2 separate regions of the Zea mays genome follow, and region 2 is linked to region 1. Evidence: chromatin contacts called from public Hi-C data. All regions are on one chromosome and are shown on one strand. Each heading gives the region's core, a stretch centred on a gene start, on an enhancer-like site or on the middle of the called end of the contact. The rest is flanking DNA. Distances are from core to core; before and after follow the strand shown.

Region 1 (2,972 bases), core at 217-2,716:
GCAGATCGCCTTCCTAAAATGGCGCAGCCGACCGTTGAAGATTTGGAGCCATTGGCGCATCGGACAGTCCGGTGCCCCCATCTGACCGTTGGCTCGGCCACGCGTCATGCGCGGATTGCGCGGTCGACCGTTGGCACGGCCGACCGTTGGCTCACCGGACAGTCCGGTGCACCACCGGACAGTCCAGTGAATTTTAACCGTACGCCGCCTACGAATTCCCGATAGCGGCCAGTTGACCAGACTCCAGCCTGGCGCACCACCGGACAGTCTGGTGCACCCAGACTACGCAGAGTCTTGGCTGCTCTAGCCAAGTCTTTTTTCTTTTGAATTTTCTCTGATTCTAGCACTTAGACAAATATGTTAGTACACAAAAAACAATACACTAAGTCTAGAATCATACCTTATTGATGATTTGCACTTCATCCACCATTTTGCACAATTTATACTTAAACCATTTGTGTTGGGCACTTAATCACCAAAATACTTAGAAATGACCAAGGGCACATTTCCCTTTCAGTATTTTATCGTCGATAATAAATTCGGTATTTTTTAGAAAAATATTAAATCTGAACTGAACTTCATAAATTCATTTTAGCTTAGAAAATATGAAACTAATTTTATTATTTTCCTAAAATCAAGATCTATCTAATGGTATATAGTTTAGAATCATTTGAGGCTTTTATAAATCTTATTCATGTTTTCTTATCTATTATTACTCTTGATACATATATTCATAATTTGCACGAGAACTTAAGAAAGACAAAGAGGACACTAATTATATTGACTATGCCAAGTAGTAGGAGTACAAATAGAATGTAAGTGCCATATCATTATACACATCTTGATTCTACTTTACTTAAATACATAATAATGATTTTATTATTGTATACTTCTTACCTTATATATTTAATATGACCTCCTACCTTATATATTATTACTAATTTTATATGAATGTATGACTTGCGTGAATTTTTGAAGTTAATTGAGAGTAAATGTTATAGTTTTTACCGATCGAATTTTAGATTTCAATCATAACTGGTGTAATTTTTGTATCGAACTTTCGTTTTTAATGTTTCCAAATTATCGATATCGTTTTCGTTTCCGAAATTACCATTTTCGATCTTATTTTCAGAAAAAAAATAAAAAGATCAAATTATTCCAAACAAAAATAGTTTTACCGATCGTTTACTAGCGTTATCACCACTACCGTGCAGTGAGCTGGGGGCCGGGGGCCGGGGGCCAATATTCCTCCACGGACCACGGCCAAGCGGCAGCAGCTGCAGCTCTGAGCCCCGGGCCCTGCCCCTGCCCCTGCCGCTTCCTCCCCTGTACGGTCCCCTCCTCTTTCACCTCCGACTGCGCCCACGCGCGGCCCCGGGCGCGGACGACAGGTGTCCGGCATGCTGCCGCCACGTCCACCCCGACCGACGCCCCTTCCCTCCTCCCGCCCCTTCCACTTCCTCGTTGTCGTCTCCGTCCTCTGTTTCGCAGCCATCCTGACGCCAGCCCCCGCCGCTGTAGCAGCAGCAGCATCAGGGGACGCGGACGGAGGAGGAGGAGAAGGCGGCGTCATCAGGATCAGGACTGCCGCTGTCGCCAGGTCCGCCATGGTACATGAGTGATGAGTACATAAACCCCCTTTCGCTCTCTCTCCCGCAGTTCATCCCTGCTTCATGGCGAATTTATTTTTTATTTATATTCTTCTGGCGTCCCCAATCCTAGTCCTAGAAAGCGGCGTGAGCTTTCTTTCAGTAGCGACAGCCGCAGCACCAGCTAATGGCACTGGGACTGGCCGACAGCATCACAGCGAGGAGCCGAGGAGTGAATTGCTCTGAACCAGTGAACCTTTCCACGGCACTGGTTGAGGCTTGAGATCGTTCGTTGATCACCGTTGACTTTGACCACCTCTCTGAGATGAGATGCTTAGTAATAATAGGTGCTGCTGCAATCTACTAGTAATACTAGTGCGCCGTACAGGGCACGTTAGGCAGCAGAGCAAAGGATTCTTTTTCTCTTCTTTTTTGAAGAAAAAAGAGAGGAAACGAAGGATAGGGTTTCAAACTTGCAATTGGCATGGAGATGCGATGGCTATAGCATTTTTTGGCACCCCATGTCTGCTTAGCGATATAAATTTGCAGAAACTGACAAACCGATGGTGACAATCAGCAGGGTCATTGACCAGGCAATGCGTACGATAAACGTGGTTGGACCTGCTGGTTAGGGTCATGCTAATTGCCAATGGATTAGTTTAACTGTTATGTATGCTGAAATCTCTTATTACAGCCAGGCCCGCTTTTCACAAGTAGAAGCTGACATTGTTCGGAGGGGGGGGGGGGGGGATTTCAGGTATTCGAGGGGTGGATAGCACAGTTCTAGGTATTGGAACACCATATTAGACTTACAATTTTATAAAGATTTAGTTTTCTGAATGTGAGGTGCCAAATTTTATGATGATGATAAGTGCCAAATTTGTTGATATAAATGACCAAATTTAACAACTGCAACCGATTTAAAACTCAAGAAAAGATTATTCTAACTACAGTAATCATTCATGTGCTCATTAAACTTTGTTTACATTTGAATTTAAGATTAGTTGAAGGGTAGGCCTAGTGCAGCGGTAGAGCCTACCGTCTGTAACCGGAAGGTCCCGGGTTCGAGCTCTAGCCTCTGCATATTATGCGGGTAAGGCTTGACGCTTAAAGATACCCTTCCCTAGATCCCACACAGTGCGGGAAGCCTACGGCACTGGGTTACACCGTTTGAATTTAAGATTAATTGTTATTCTCAATGTGAGGTTCCAAATCTTAAGATCATAAGCAGTTCATGCACAACCTCATCTCATAAAACCTCTTATATCGCTATTCTTTATGTATATATTCATTGTGGTACTCAGGCATGGCCATCAAAATGTAAATGGTTGCCCTTACAGAACAGTGGGAGGTGTCTTTCGTATACTCATGTTTGCAAATACC
Region 2 (2,972 bases), core at 167-2,666, 270 kb after region 1:
GAAGAGTTCAGCCTGTACGGTCCCTGGTGCACCGGACAGTCCGATGCGCCAGACCAGGGTTCTCTTCGGTTTCTTTTGCTCCTTTCTTTTGAACCCTAACTTTGATCTTTTTTATTGGTTTGTGTTGAACCTTTTGCACCTGTAGAACATATAATCTAGAGCAAACTAGTTAGTCCAATTATTTGTGTTGGGCATTTCAACCACCAAAATCATTTAGGAAAAGGTTTGACCCTATTTCCCTTACAGTAACGTATGACAGTAATGGACGGTCATCACTATAGGCAAAATACGCAACCGTTAGGAAAGGAATATTCGGACTAAGGTCCGATCTACCACGGTCTCGGCCTCGGCCTAGCCCGGCCGGCGGCGCGCGCTCGTGTGACAGTCCTTTATCCTTTTCTCAGCTTCTCAATAGATGCACCAACGGTCCACCTATTTAAGTTGAGTGAATTGTCCCTTGAACTTCCGGCATGGTACTAAAGTACTAGTACACTGTAGCATTAAAGTGAACCTCTAACATTGACTATTATTGAATATTAATTTGGGCCAAACCCACATTAATTCAACAGCGTTGAGCACGTTAGAGAGGGTGTGTGTCGTGGGAGCGGGGCATGTGGCGGTTGCACGACGTTGATCGCGTCGGAGGACGAGACAGTGTTGGGCGTTGTGTGCGGGAGGCGTGGGGCGGGTCGGGGCGTTGTGGGGTTGTGGAGTGGCGTTGAGCGCGTCGACAAGGGCATGGATCGATGGAGTGGTGCTTTCTCGTGGTGGCACGATGCTCTCTCCCGGTGGCGCGCCGTTGATTGCGTTCGATGTGGTTGGGCGGTGGCTGTGGAGCGAGTCCGCAAGGAAGCGGATCACATGAGCGTGGCTTTCTACTGGTGGCGCAGCGCTGACTGCATCTGGTGAGGCAGGATCGGTGGAGTCGGTGCTGAGGCGCAGAAATTATGTTGTTGATGGCTTGCGGAAGAGGGTGTCGTTGATGGTGCATGAGTGATGACAAGGGATTTCTAACCATTGGATGCGATTGAGTTAGGAAGGTGGAGGTAAATGAAGTGATCTGGTTGTGCTGTGTGGGAGAGGTTGTGGATATTTTTTATGTGCATTTAGCGTTGTTTCAAGTGGATGGATTAAGAAGAAGAAGGGATAGAGATATAGATTTATTTATTTTATTAATATAATAATTTATTAATATAGTGAAATTTTAATGTAATAATATACGATAGATATAGAAATAAAATAGATATATACAGATATAGATGGATAAAAGTTACTGATTGTTGTTTAATTCGGACAAGGAGTTGGACCTCGTGAGAGCGTTGGATCCGTCTCCGTGCCTCCGTGCCTCCGTGGGCCTGTTCCGACGTCATCGTCCGCATCGCACGGCCGTTTATTGAGGAACAATTCGTTTTTATTCTCACGTTCATTCCGCGGGCGCAGGGTTCTCTCTCGTGGCGATCGCTGACCGTAGCGGCCACCCTCCGCCAGGTGGCCAGGTTTTCGTGTGGCCCTCCGCCATGTCTTCGCAGGACCCTCCGCCGGCGACGAGCACCCAAAAGGTATACCCGCCCCTTCTCTGCTCTCCCTGCCGTGCGACGCCGAGTACTCAAACAACTCAACCTATTTTCTGCACTCTGATCTGATCTAATTACAAGCGCGTACATGTATCATGCCTACCAAATTCGGTTTTGCTGCAAAAGTTATCGAGTGTGCATAAGTTCACCCATGTCCTTTCACTGGATCCGCCCCTGCAATTGGTCTTGGTTTGTTGGTTTGCTCTGTAGTGACGGAGGTTTAGGGAGGAACTGACTTGGTTTTGTTCCTGCATTGGTACCTGGACTTGCGAATCCAGCAGAAGCAATCGGAGAGTTTGGTAAACCTACTGGCAGAGGCAAGCAGGTAATGATGCTACACACCTTCCTCTCAGTCTGATAATAGCAAAATTGATGCTAATTAAGCTACTGATACAGTGATGTATAATTCGTAACAGTTTAGTTTGTCTATTGGTTCATAATTCCACATGGTATGATAACTCTTACCAACATTCTCATGAAACGCCAGGTTCTACCGCAAAGCATATAATGAACTGTTCTCAGGTTTAATTACTGAGTGGGAGCCTGAATCATCTACTAATACTCCTGACTATATGCTTTTTGGGTGGCATCTCTTCTTAACGCTTCGTTCGAGATCACCAGAATTGTTCAAGGACCTGGTGTCCTGCATCCATGGATTAGTTGCTGTATTGGTCAGTTTGCTTATTTCCTCTTTCCTTTGTTTCATTATGGATTTTTGGACTTTGGCTGCTTTAGTGCTGTGAGCTGCTACTTGTGTTTTTAATTGATCACGAAACCGCTTACTGCAATGCAGGCCATACTATTGGTTCACGTGCCAGCTAAATTCAGGACCTTCACGATTGAAGGCTCTTCTCACTTAAGTAATTCTTCCTTCTGAATCTATTTTTTAATTTATTCATTTAGCAAATGGCCCATAGTTTATGTTTTTTGTTTGTTTGCTTGAATTCAGTCAAACAAACTGAGAAAGGCGTGGATCTTATTGCTTCTTTATGTCATAATTATCATACCTCTGAAGAATGTTTGAAAGAAATGATGGACAAGTCTCACAAGGCAATAGAAGAAGTTTTCAGTATGAAAGCACTAAGTGCTTCAGAGTGCAAAACAGAGAATTTGGATAAGATAGACACAGGCATGGAACCCTTCCTCGCATGTTTGTGCATGCAAACCTAGTTATGGTTATGCTGCATACTTTAATTAGCTGAATTGTTATGCCAATATTCTGTTCCAGATCGCCTGATGTATTTCAAAGGTCTCATTGATATGGAGTGTTTCCAGTCAAATCTGGAAAAAATGGAGAAACTATGTAATTCTAATAACTGTGAAGCGGAGCTTGATTTTAAATTAATTTTGACCAATAATGATTATATTCCCTGTGCCGAGAATTTGTCGAGGGATTCC

Evidence for each region. Hi-C and Micro-C count contacts between places; a contact is called where the count stands out from the background.
Region 2: a contact with region 1 is called in a Hi-C map of ear, with 2.9 times the contacts expected there. The contact joins the promoter of LOC541652 here to the promoter of LOC100279085 in region 1. A contact is called at or near these places in 3 of 25 Hi-C or Micro-C datasets (ear, leaf and tassel).

Annotation. Positions count from the first base shown.
Region 1 is chr4:198,087,533-198,090,504 of Zm-B73-REFERENCE-NAM-5.0, forward strand. LOC100279085 reads left to right here and starts at 1,467. Exons shown (of 14, transcript NM_001152135.1): 1 at 1,467-1,600; 2 at 2,589-2,682; 3 at 2,894-2,972. The coding sequence starts at 2,677.
Region 2 is chr4:198,353,015-198,355,986 of Zm-B73-REFERENCE-NAM-5.0, forward strand. It overlaps LOC541652 (Retinoblastoma-related protein 2), which reads left to right and starts at 1,417. Exons shown (of 15, transcript NM_001397117.1): 1 at 1,417-1,559; 2 at 1,856-1,899; 3 at 2,062-2,245; 4 at 2,368-2,434; 5 at 2,524-2,703; 6 at 2,803-2,972. The coding sequence starts at 1,518.